Regions from separate parts of the Sus scrofa genome. Here region 1 is linked to region 2. Evidence: chromatin contacts called from public Hi-C data. All regions are on one chromosome and are shown on one strand. The core of a region is the stretch at or near the end of the contact, and the rest is flanking DNA. Distances in the headings are between cores, read along the strand shown.

Region 1 (4,430 bases), core at 1,546-4,045, 52 kb before region 2:
CTCTCTCCCCTCTGGCTGGGCACCTGGATATTCCCCGGCTAAGCAGCTCACCCACTCTCAGAGCTTCAACTAAGTTGACGAAGTCCAAATACATCTTCTACCTGGGCTGCTCAATTCTCCTCCAGTTGCTTCTTTCAAGCTCCCAACTCTTGGGCTCTTCTGCTGCTACGTACTAGTTTAACTTTAAAATCAAGAGGCCCATTATTTTTTCAAAATCAGCTTCTACAATTATGTCAAGAGCAAATTTCATCATTCTTCCAACCTCCCAGATGAGAAACTTAGAAAATTACCTTGAATTATATACCCAAGTACCTAGGAAAAACCTCATCAAAGTACCAAAATGCACAAAAATTTTATTTGGTAAAAACAGCAGCAACTGCAGGGGCTGAAATCAGAATCCTAATGCAGTGCTACATACTAACACTTCATGCAGGATCGATCGATCCAGAGACCAGGACCTCAATGAGGCAAAGGCAGGAGCAGCACCTTTCCGCACACACATCACACACCAGTCAGAAAGCACTGCCCAACCCAAGCCCTGATGAGCCAGCCCCTCCAGGCCTGGCCGCCGGCAATAACCAAGATGAGACCTCGGCCTCCCAACACCCACTGAACGCCTGACACGTAAGAGACCCTCAAATGGTGACAGAATGGGAGTTCCCGTCGTGGGTCAGCAGTTAATGAACGCGGCTAGCTAGCATCCATGAGGACGTGGGTTCGATCCCTGGCATCATCGCTCAGTGGGTTAAGGATCTGGCGTTGCCGTCACCTGTGGTGTAGATCGAAGACACAGCTCAGATCCTGCGTTGCTACGGCTGTGGTGTAGGCTGGCGACTACAGCTCTGATTCAACCCCTAGCCTGGGAACCTTCCATATGCCGCAGATGTGGCCCTAAAAAGACAAAAAAAAAAAAAAAAAAAAAAAAAAAAAAAGTGCTGACAGAACGGCCAACAGTCCTAAAACAGTCTGTCACCAAACTAAACAGATTTCTACTGAGCACCAATGGCACAGAAGATATAAAGAAAGTATTTTAGGAGTTCCCGTTGTGGCTCAGTGGTTAACGAATCCGACTAGGAACCATGAGGTTGCGGGTTCAATCCCTGGCCTTGCTCAGTGGGTTAAGGATCCCGCGTTGCTGTGGCTCTGGTGTAGGCTGGTGGCTACGGCTCCGATTAGATCCCTAGCCTGGGAACCTCCATACGCTGCGGGAGCGGCCCAAAGAAATAGAAAAAAGACAAAAAAAAAAAAAAAAAGTATTTTAAATGTTTAAGCAATGTTTACTGCCTTCAAAAAACTTGCGGGGATGGAGGTGGGGGACAAGTACCTACCACGAGCTGCATGACTCCTTCGGGTTAAGCGCTGCCCTGAAGGCGTTTAACATACAGACCTCATTTAGCCATCCCGTCACTCCTAAAAGACAGTGATTCGGAGTTCTGCTGTGACGCTTCGGGTTAAGGATGCAACACTGTCTCAGTGGCAGCTTGGGTTTGATTCCTGGGCCAGCAGCGAAGGCGGAACCCAGGGGGCTTATGCAGCTCTGAGGCCCCACCGAGACCTACTGAAGCCAAATATGCCATTAACAAGATGCCCAGGGGATCCTTAGTGTAGGTTGAGTTTGCGAAGCAGCTGCTGAGGCTCACATAACCCCAGGATCCTCCTATAAAGTAAGCACCACGTGGCTCCAAACTCCTCCATTAAGTTGGGTGAACATTTCTCATCCAAATGGGAGGCAACTTTCAGAGTAAAAGGACCAAATTAATTACCTTGGAACAAGTGTGCACCAGGACATCTGGTCAACTGCTACCTGTACGGACGGCAGAGATGGGATCTACACTCTCTAGCGTGGTGTAATGGCCCTCCCGGCCTAAAGGATCCCACCTTACCTCTCTGCACCTAAGACCCCGTGACTCCAAATGGACTCACTACTCTCCTGCCCTCCATGCAGGCGGCTCCCTCACCCCCCACTCCTCTGCCCATCAAGCTGAAAACAGGCATCACCCCCTCAGGGAATTCACTGCAACCCCTATTTCTTTCAAAGCCTTGTTCACATGTCATGGTAATTATCATTTATCTATGTTTCTGTAAATAAACTATGATCTCTGTGCATCTTTCAGTTCTAAATCCCATCCACTTAAGCACACTTAGAATCTAGTAATCTAGGAGTTCCCATTATGCTGCAGCAGAAACGAATCCGACTAGGAACCATCTTTGATCCCTGGCCTTGCTCAGTGGGTTAAGGATCCGGCGTTGCCATGAGCTGTGGTGTAGCTCGCAGGCCTGGCTCAACCTGGCGTTGCTGTTGGTGAGGTGTAGGCTGGCAGCAACAGCTCCAATCAGACCCCTAGCCTGGGAACCTCCATATGCCACAGATGCGGCCCTAAAAACACAAAAGACCAAAAAAAAAAAAAAAAAAAGAAAAAAAAAAAGTAATAATCTAGTAAGTAGCTGTTACTGGGTGATGATGAAAAGAACTAGAGGTTGAGAGAAATAAACGTGCCCCAGATCCCACAAACATAAACTGGGAGAGGAGAGACTGGAAGCTGGAGCTGACCCCGAGGCACAGATGTATAGATAGTTAAGCAACAAGAAAACTTAAGGAAGACTCTAAAATAAAAGAAGAAATGTTCAGATGGTCCAGAATGACCTGCCAGGGAGAAAGGACAGTCCTCAGTCTGGGAGCCCAGAACGAGGAAACTACAAAGCTGGAAAAGGAGAGTGGGGAGGGACAGGGCTTCAGGACTGCAAGGGACTTTGTGGCCATCCTCCCAATGTCCTTTCCCTTCCTCCCGGGAGAGGGGGCCCCAGTTCAGAAGGCCAACACACACACACACCCCCAGCTCCAGAGGGGAGTCCACAGGGCGTGCTATCCTCCTCGCACAGAGTGCTGGGTTCAGGGGGTGCCAAAGAATTCTGGGACACACTCACTCTCTTGTTCCAGTGCGTGTGCCGGGCACAAACATGAAGCCTGCCACTACGGTAGCCTCTTTTTTTTTTTTTTCTTTTTTAGGGCCGCACCCTCAGCATATGGAGGTTCCCCGGGTAGGGGCTGAATCAGAGCTGCAGCTGCCTGTCTACACTACGGCCACAACAACTCAGGATCTGAGCCTCATCTGCAACCTACACCACAGCTCACGGGAATGCCAGATCCTTAACCCACTGAGCGGGGCCAAGGATTCTCAGGATGCTGGTTGGGTTCGTTAACCACTGAGCCACAATAGGAGCTCCTACAGTAGTCATTTTGCTGCGGGGGGGATGCCTAGCCTTAGGACAAAACAGATACAACACAGGTAAAGAAAAACCAGGTTCTCAAAGATGTCACTGAACTGATGAGTCAAACCAACCTTGAAGCCTGACCTACCTATAGAAATTTCTAGTTTTATGAGCTAGTAAATCTCTAATTTATGGTGTAAGAGCTGAGCTAACGTTTAATTATTAGCAAAAGCATCCTGAGACAGGAATGGAGTGAGCCATATAGGAGATAAAAGGTCTGCCTCACGTTCCACGGCAGCAACAGGGGATTCCTACAAAGATCACTCAAAACGCCAAAGTGACAGGTTAACATGAGACCGAAGCCCTCCTCACACGGCACGTTTCTCTCCACGTGCCAAACCCTCTTCATTCTCAGGGCTCCTCACGACCCGTCTCCCTCCCTCAATTACCCTGCAGAACTCAGCATGCGCACCGCCTCGTCAGGCACCTAATCCCACATCCCAGAAGCCTCCAGTTGCCTCCTGTGCCTTAGTCACCTGCTGAGTCACCCGCTGCACACACAGGGAAGACCGCTTGGGTTATTACCTTCCCGTCAGCTACGCGCGGCAGCTAAAGCCGCTGGCCTTCACCAAACACGGGCCAGCTTACTGACAAACTTTTTCTAAAAAGACCTTTCTCAATCTTTTCCAACTATTTCATAACTTGCTCTGTGTAACTTGCTCTGTCTCAAATACTAGTCTTAAAATACAAACATGAGGCGCTCCATGGTGGCTCAGTAGGTTAAGGATCCAGCATTTTAACTGCAACAGCCCGAGTCACTGCTGCAGCTCGAGTTCAACCCCTGGCCCAGGAACTTCCATATGCTGCGAGTGTGGTCACAAAAATAAAATGAAGTACCATGGGTGAAGGCTAACACTGGCTGAGATATCGACGGTGTCGTGGTGGGGAACGGAGGCAAAAGCCAAGGGAGAAGTTCTCCTTCCACACGCATCAATGACACAGGCTCTCCACCCAGCAAGGCAGGCAGCTCTGCAGGCCTCACATTTAGGGATAACAGCATTTGCTCAGACCAGGTCAACAAAGGATCCCTGCTCTGGACACTACTGGGATTGGGAAGGCCAAGGCCAAGGCATTTTATCTACATCAGTAAATGTCCTCTGATCTCAGCTATCTCTGTTGAGAAACAGCCCAAAGAGTGAAACAAAACAGCTAATGAGCTG
Region 2 (4,760 bases), core at 936-3,435:
GCTGCGTCTGCGACTTACACTACAGCTCGTGGCAACACTGGATCCTTAACCCACTGAGTGAGGTCAGGGATCAAAACCGCAACCTCATGGTTTCTAGCCGGATTCATTTCCGCTGAGCCACGACAGGAATGCCTCTTTTTTTTTTAATAAGATTTTTTTTAATTTATTTTTTATTTTTAGGGCATATGGAAGTGCCCGGGCTAGGGGTCGAATCTGAGCCACATTTGTGAACTACACCACAGCTTTTGGCAATGCCAGATCCTTAATCCACTGAGCAAGGCCAGGGATCGAACCCACATCCTCATGGATACCAGTCAGAGTCTTAATCCTCTGAGCCGCAATGGGAACTCCGGATTTAGGATTTCAACCTAAGGAGGCTTTCATGCTCTTAACCCTTAGGCTCTTCCACCTGGCCTTTAAAAAAAAAAAAAGTGCTCACAGGCAGGAAACTTTGGCTGGGGACATATGTCCCACCACAAATATCCAAGATAAACTTGAAAAGGCAAGTTAACCTCTCTAGACTTCAAGGTTGAGTTTATGGAGTGGGCTGGTGTAGCAGGCAATGTTAAAAGTTTCTTCCAGCTTTGAAATGCCAGGCAACTCACTAAGAGCACTGAGCTGGGCTATGGGGGACCTCGGAGGATGGGAGCACACAGAGAAAGGATGAGGCCAGCAGTGTGGGCACGGGTCACAAACTGGCACTGACGGTTTGAGAAGGAATTTTTCTGAGTTGAGAAGAGTCAATCTGTCACCGAGTGAACACTTTGTTGATAGAAAATCATGTGACAAGCAGTCAGCACAGTGTCAAGACAATCAGGGACACACAGAGGTGGTGGCAGTGTCCCCCCTGGAGGAATAAAACTGGGCACAGTCCATCCTGCCGACTTCCTGGGGGAAGGAAAGGACAACCAGATTTCTCTGGACCAATCAGCAACTCTGTGACAAAGACCAGCCGCCCCTGCCCCTGTCCTTTCTGACTCCCCCTCGGATGCTGAGGGGGCTCAGAGAGGGGGGATGGGAAGGACCCGGGCCTCCTTGCGCTGCCTCCTACTCACCCCTAACTTCTCTGTTTCACCTGCATCCTCTAAGACAGGTACCACCATTGTTTCTGACATCCAGGCTCAGGTGGCCGTGGGACCCACCCAAGGTCACACAGCAGAAAGTCTCCCTCATCCCAGGCAGCCAGTCAGGGCTCAGGTTTGACCTCAGTGCTAAAAGCTTTCTTGTCTAGGCCAAGATTTCTAGAGAGCGTCTCCCCTTGTGGAGGCTCCCTTTTGTCTGCGGGCAGGTGGTTTGGGGCCAAGGGCTACAGGAGTGTTGGGTGTCAGCTGCTTCCATGCTTGCTGAAAGCAGGTGACGGGTCAAGGCCATCCGTGGGGACAGCGGCAATCCCCAGTTTGGTGTAAAAAGGTCTTTCGGTAAACACGGGAACAGAGGCCACCTCAGGCCAGGAGGGTCCCCAGGGAGCCTCCTCTTCGGGTTCTTTCCCCGGGTTTCGACCCAGATCCCAGATCCTGCCCGACCTCAGCACTGACGGAGACAGCATCGTTGAGATGGGAGCGGATGCCCGCGGGCACTCACACGTCCCGGGCCTCGCCGGCGGGGTCTCCGGGGACGTCGCTGTCCCTCGCTCGGACCCGGCACCCCCTGGCGGAACTGCCGGTACAACGGCCGCCCGGGCAGGCTCGAGCCGGCTAGGAGGAGGCGGAGGGAGGCGAAGCTGGGTCGCGCCGGGGGCCAGCAACCGCGGCGGGACGCGGGGACACTCAGCTGGGCCGCGCGGGGCTGGCCGCCCAGGCCGCACCTCCACCTGCGGGGGCGGCGGCCCCCTCCTCCCACCCCGCGACCGCCCCTCCGCCCGCCCCGCCGCCCTCCCGCCATCCCCGGAGCACAAAGGGATCCCGGGGGCGGGGCGGGGGCGCAGCTCGCGGGGCCCGGGACCCCGGTGAGGCCGGCCCGCCCCCCGCCCCGGCCCCCGGACGGCGCGCGGCTCCGGCTGGGCCCGGGCAGGAAGGGGGCGCGCGCAGAGGCCCACCTGAGAGGGCGCGCTACGGGCGCGGCGCGGGGAGCCCCGGCGGCGGGGCCGGGCGGGCGGGGCGGCGGGGCCCGGGCGCCGGAGCCCGCAGGCGGGCCGGGTGCGCGGCCATGGCTCCGCCAGGAAGTGCGACGCCGAGGGCGGAGGCGCGCGCGGCCAATGGCGGCGGCCGGGAGGGGGCGGGCTCAGGCGGCGCGGGGGCGGGGCCTGCGCGGGGGGCGGGGCGCGCGGGGGGCGGGGCGGGGCGAGGGCTGGGTCCGCGCCCACACTTGGCGCTCAGCCCTGGGCTGCCCCCGGCTCGGTCGCTGCCTGGGCGCGCCACACACGGTCACGCATCGCGAAATGCGTAGTGGGGGTCGCCCGCCATTCCAGGCATAGGGACACGGAGCGGACGGGACGGGCACGGTCCCAGGCCTGGGGGGAAGTGAGCGGCTGGCCGAGACCTGAGCGCTGGGAGGTGACAGCGCAGTGGCATCTTCCAGCCATCACCTCCTTCCAGTCTTAGGTCCAGTCTTAGGGCGAAGGTCCCCTGCATGCACCCTAAGGCGAGGCCTTCGCCTACTCCTCTGTTTAAAGTCACATTCTCTCTCTTCACTTCCAGCTTTACGTTTCATTTAGCCTTACCATTGTATAATCTTCTGGATCTTTTTTTTTTTTTTTTTTTTTTTTTTGTCTTTTTGCCTTTTCTAGGACTGCTCCCTTGGCATATGGAGGTTCCCAGGCTAGGAGTCCAATCGGAGCTGTAGTTGCCCGCCTACGCCATAGGCGCAGCAACGCGGGATCCCAGCCGCCTCTGCGACCTACACCACAGTTCACGGCTACGCTGGTCCTTAACCCACTGAGCGAGGCCAGGGATCGAACCAGCTACCTCCTGGTTCCTAGTCAGATTCGTTAACCACCGAGCCACGACGGGAACTCCCTGGATCATTTTCTTATTCATTTGACTTATTGACCCTCTCCCCCACTAGAAACCCTCTAGGGCAGCAGTTACCTTTGGTTTTATTCCTAGCTGGGCCCCCACCTAGTAGGTGCTCAGCAGAGTGAATAAATTTAACCATCACAGATCTATCATGGTCAAACTTACACTACAGCATGGATGAACCTTGAAAACATAATAAGTGAAAGAACACTACGTAAAAGGACATATATTGCATGATTCCATTTATGTAAAGTTTCCAAAGTAGGCAAATCCAAAGAGCCAGAACTTAAATTAGTGTTTGCCCAGGACCGGTGAGTTGGGGTGAAATGTGGTGGTTGTTAAATATGAAGGGATTTTTTGAGTGTGGTGTAAAAAATGTCGTGAAATTAGGTAGTATTGATGGTTGTGCAACTCTGAATCTATGAAAAACCATTGAATTGTACAATTTAAAAGGGTAAATTGGGGGTTCCCACTGTGGCTCAGCAGTAACGAACCTGACTATTAACCATGAGAATGTGGGTTTGGTCCCTGACCTTGCTCAGTGCATTAAGGATCCGGCATTGCTGTGAGCTGTGTTGTGGGTCGCAGATGCAGCTTGGATCTGGCGTTGCTGTGGCTGTGGTGTAGGCGGGCAACTGCAGCTCTGATTCAACCCCTAGCCTGGGAACTTATATACGCCGTGAGTGCGGGCCTAAAAAAGCAAAACTAAATAAATAAGTAAAAGGGTAAATTGGAGTTCCCTGGTAGCTCAGCAGGTTAAGGACCCAGTGGCCTGGGTTACTACTATGGGCGGCTTCGATCCCTGGCCTGGGAAAGTTCAAGGCCATGGGTGAGGCCAAAACAAAAAACAAAGCCAAGAAAACCCAAAGTTGAATAAAAAATTTCTCGGTCTCCCTGTTTTTCTGTTTCCTGCCTTCTCTGGTAAGGATTGGGAGCGTGCCTTTTTTTGTTTTTTGGGTTTTTTTTTTGTTTTTAGCGCTGCACTCAGGGGTTGAATTGGAGCTGCAGCCACTGGCCTACACCACAGCCACAGCAATGCCAGATCCAAGCCACGTCTGCAACCTACACCACAGTTCACAGCAACACCGGATCCTTAACCCACTGAGCGATGCCAGGGATCGAACCTGAGTCCTCATGGATGCTAGTCAGATTCATTTCTGCTGAGCCAGGAAGGGAACTCCACTTAGGCATATCTTTAAAGCCTTACTTGCACATCCCCCCCTTGACCCCTCCCCCTTGACCCCTCCCCTCCTCGACCCCTCCCCCCTCCTCGACCCCCCTTCTTGACCCCTCCCCTCTCCTTGACCCCTCTCCATCAGCCCAAAGCTAATCCCCCATCTCGTTCTATGTCTGTATCTTGATATGCCAGTCTCCGCTTTTTCATGACTTCACGCACGCCATTCATCAATTCATTGAGCAGACTCTGTGCCAGGTGCTGAGGTGATGCCAGGGATAGAAAGACTCTTTCGAGGATGTTAGGGAGGGTGGTAAACAAGTAAAGGAGCAATTACTCTAACACGGCCAGTCCCGTGTCAGGGACACACTCAGAGTGCTGTGGGCAGGACAGATTCTGTTTCACAGCTTTAGTTAAAGATGTGCTTGGGGAGTTCCCGTCGTGGCGCAGTGGTTAACGAATCCGACTAGGAACCATGAGGTTGCGGGTTCGGTCCCTGCCCTTGCTCAGTGGGTTAACGATCCGGCGTTGCCGTGAGCTGTGGTGTAGGTCGCAGACGTGGCTCGGATCCCGCGTTGCTGTGGCTCTGGCGTAGGCCGGCGGCTACAGCTCCGATTCAACCCCTAGCCTGG

What was found. A called contact is a pair of places that touch in the nucleus more often than the background predicts.
Region 1: a contact with region 2 is called in a Hi-C map of retroperitoneal adipose tissue, with 1.6 times the contacts expected there. The contact joins the enhancer-like site here to the promoter of KLHL36 in region 2. A contact is called at or near these places in 2 of 5 promoter capture datasets (fetal liver and liver), 10 of 47 Hi-C or Micro-C datasets (blood, embryonic fibroblasts, epiblast stem cells and 5 more) and 1 of 2 datasets of contacts at active chromatin or transcription factors (alveolar macrophages).

Annotation. Positions count from the first base shown.
Region 1 is chr6:4,025,821-4,030,250 of Sscrofa11.1, forward strand. The region is part of intron 1 of USP10 (ubiquitin carboxyl-terminal hydrolase 10); the gene reads right to left. Among named protein-coding and RNA genes, the nearest start is that of USP10, 16 kb to the right of the region's middle. Within about 2 kb of position 2,796, at least 5 of the 83 cell types and tissues checked have an H3K27ac peak or open chromatin away from gene starts, as enhancers often do. A contact at or near this core is called in mesenteric adipose tissue and retroperitoneal adipose tissue, where this site is marked.
Region 2 is chr6:4,077,998-4,082,757 of Sscrofa11.1, forward strand. It overlaps KLHL36 (kelch-like protein 36), which reads right to left and starts at 2,186. Exons shown (of 5, transcript XM_021093726.1): 1 at 2,036-2,186.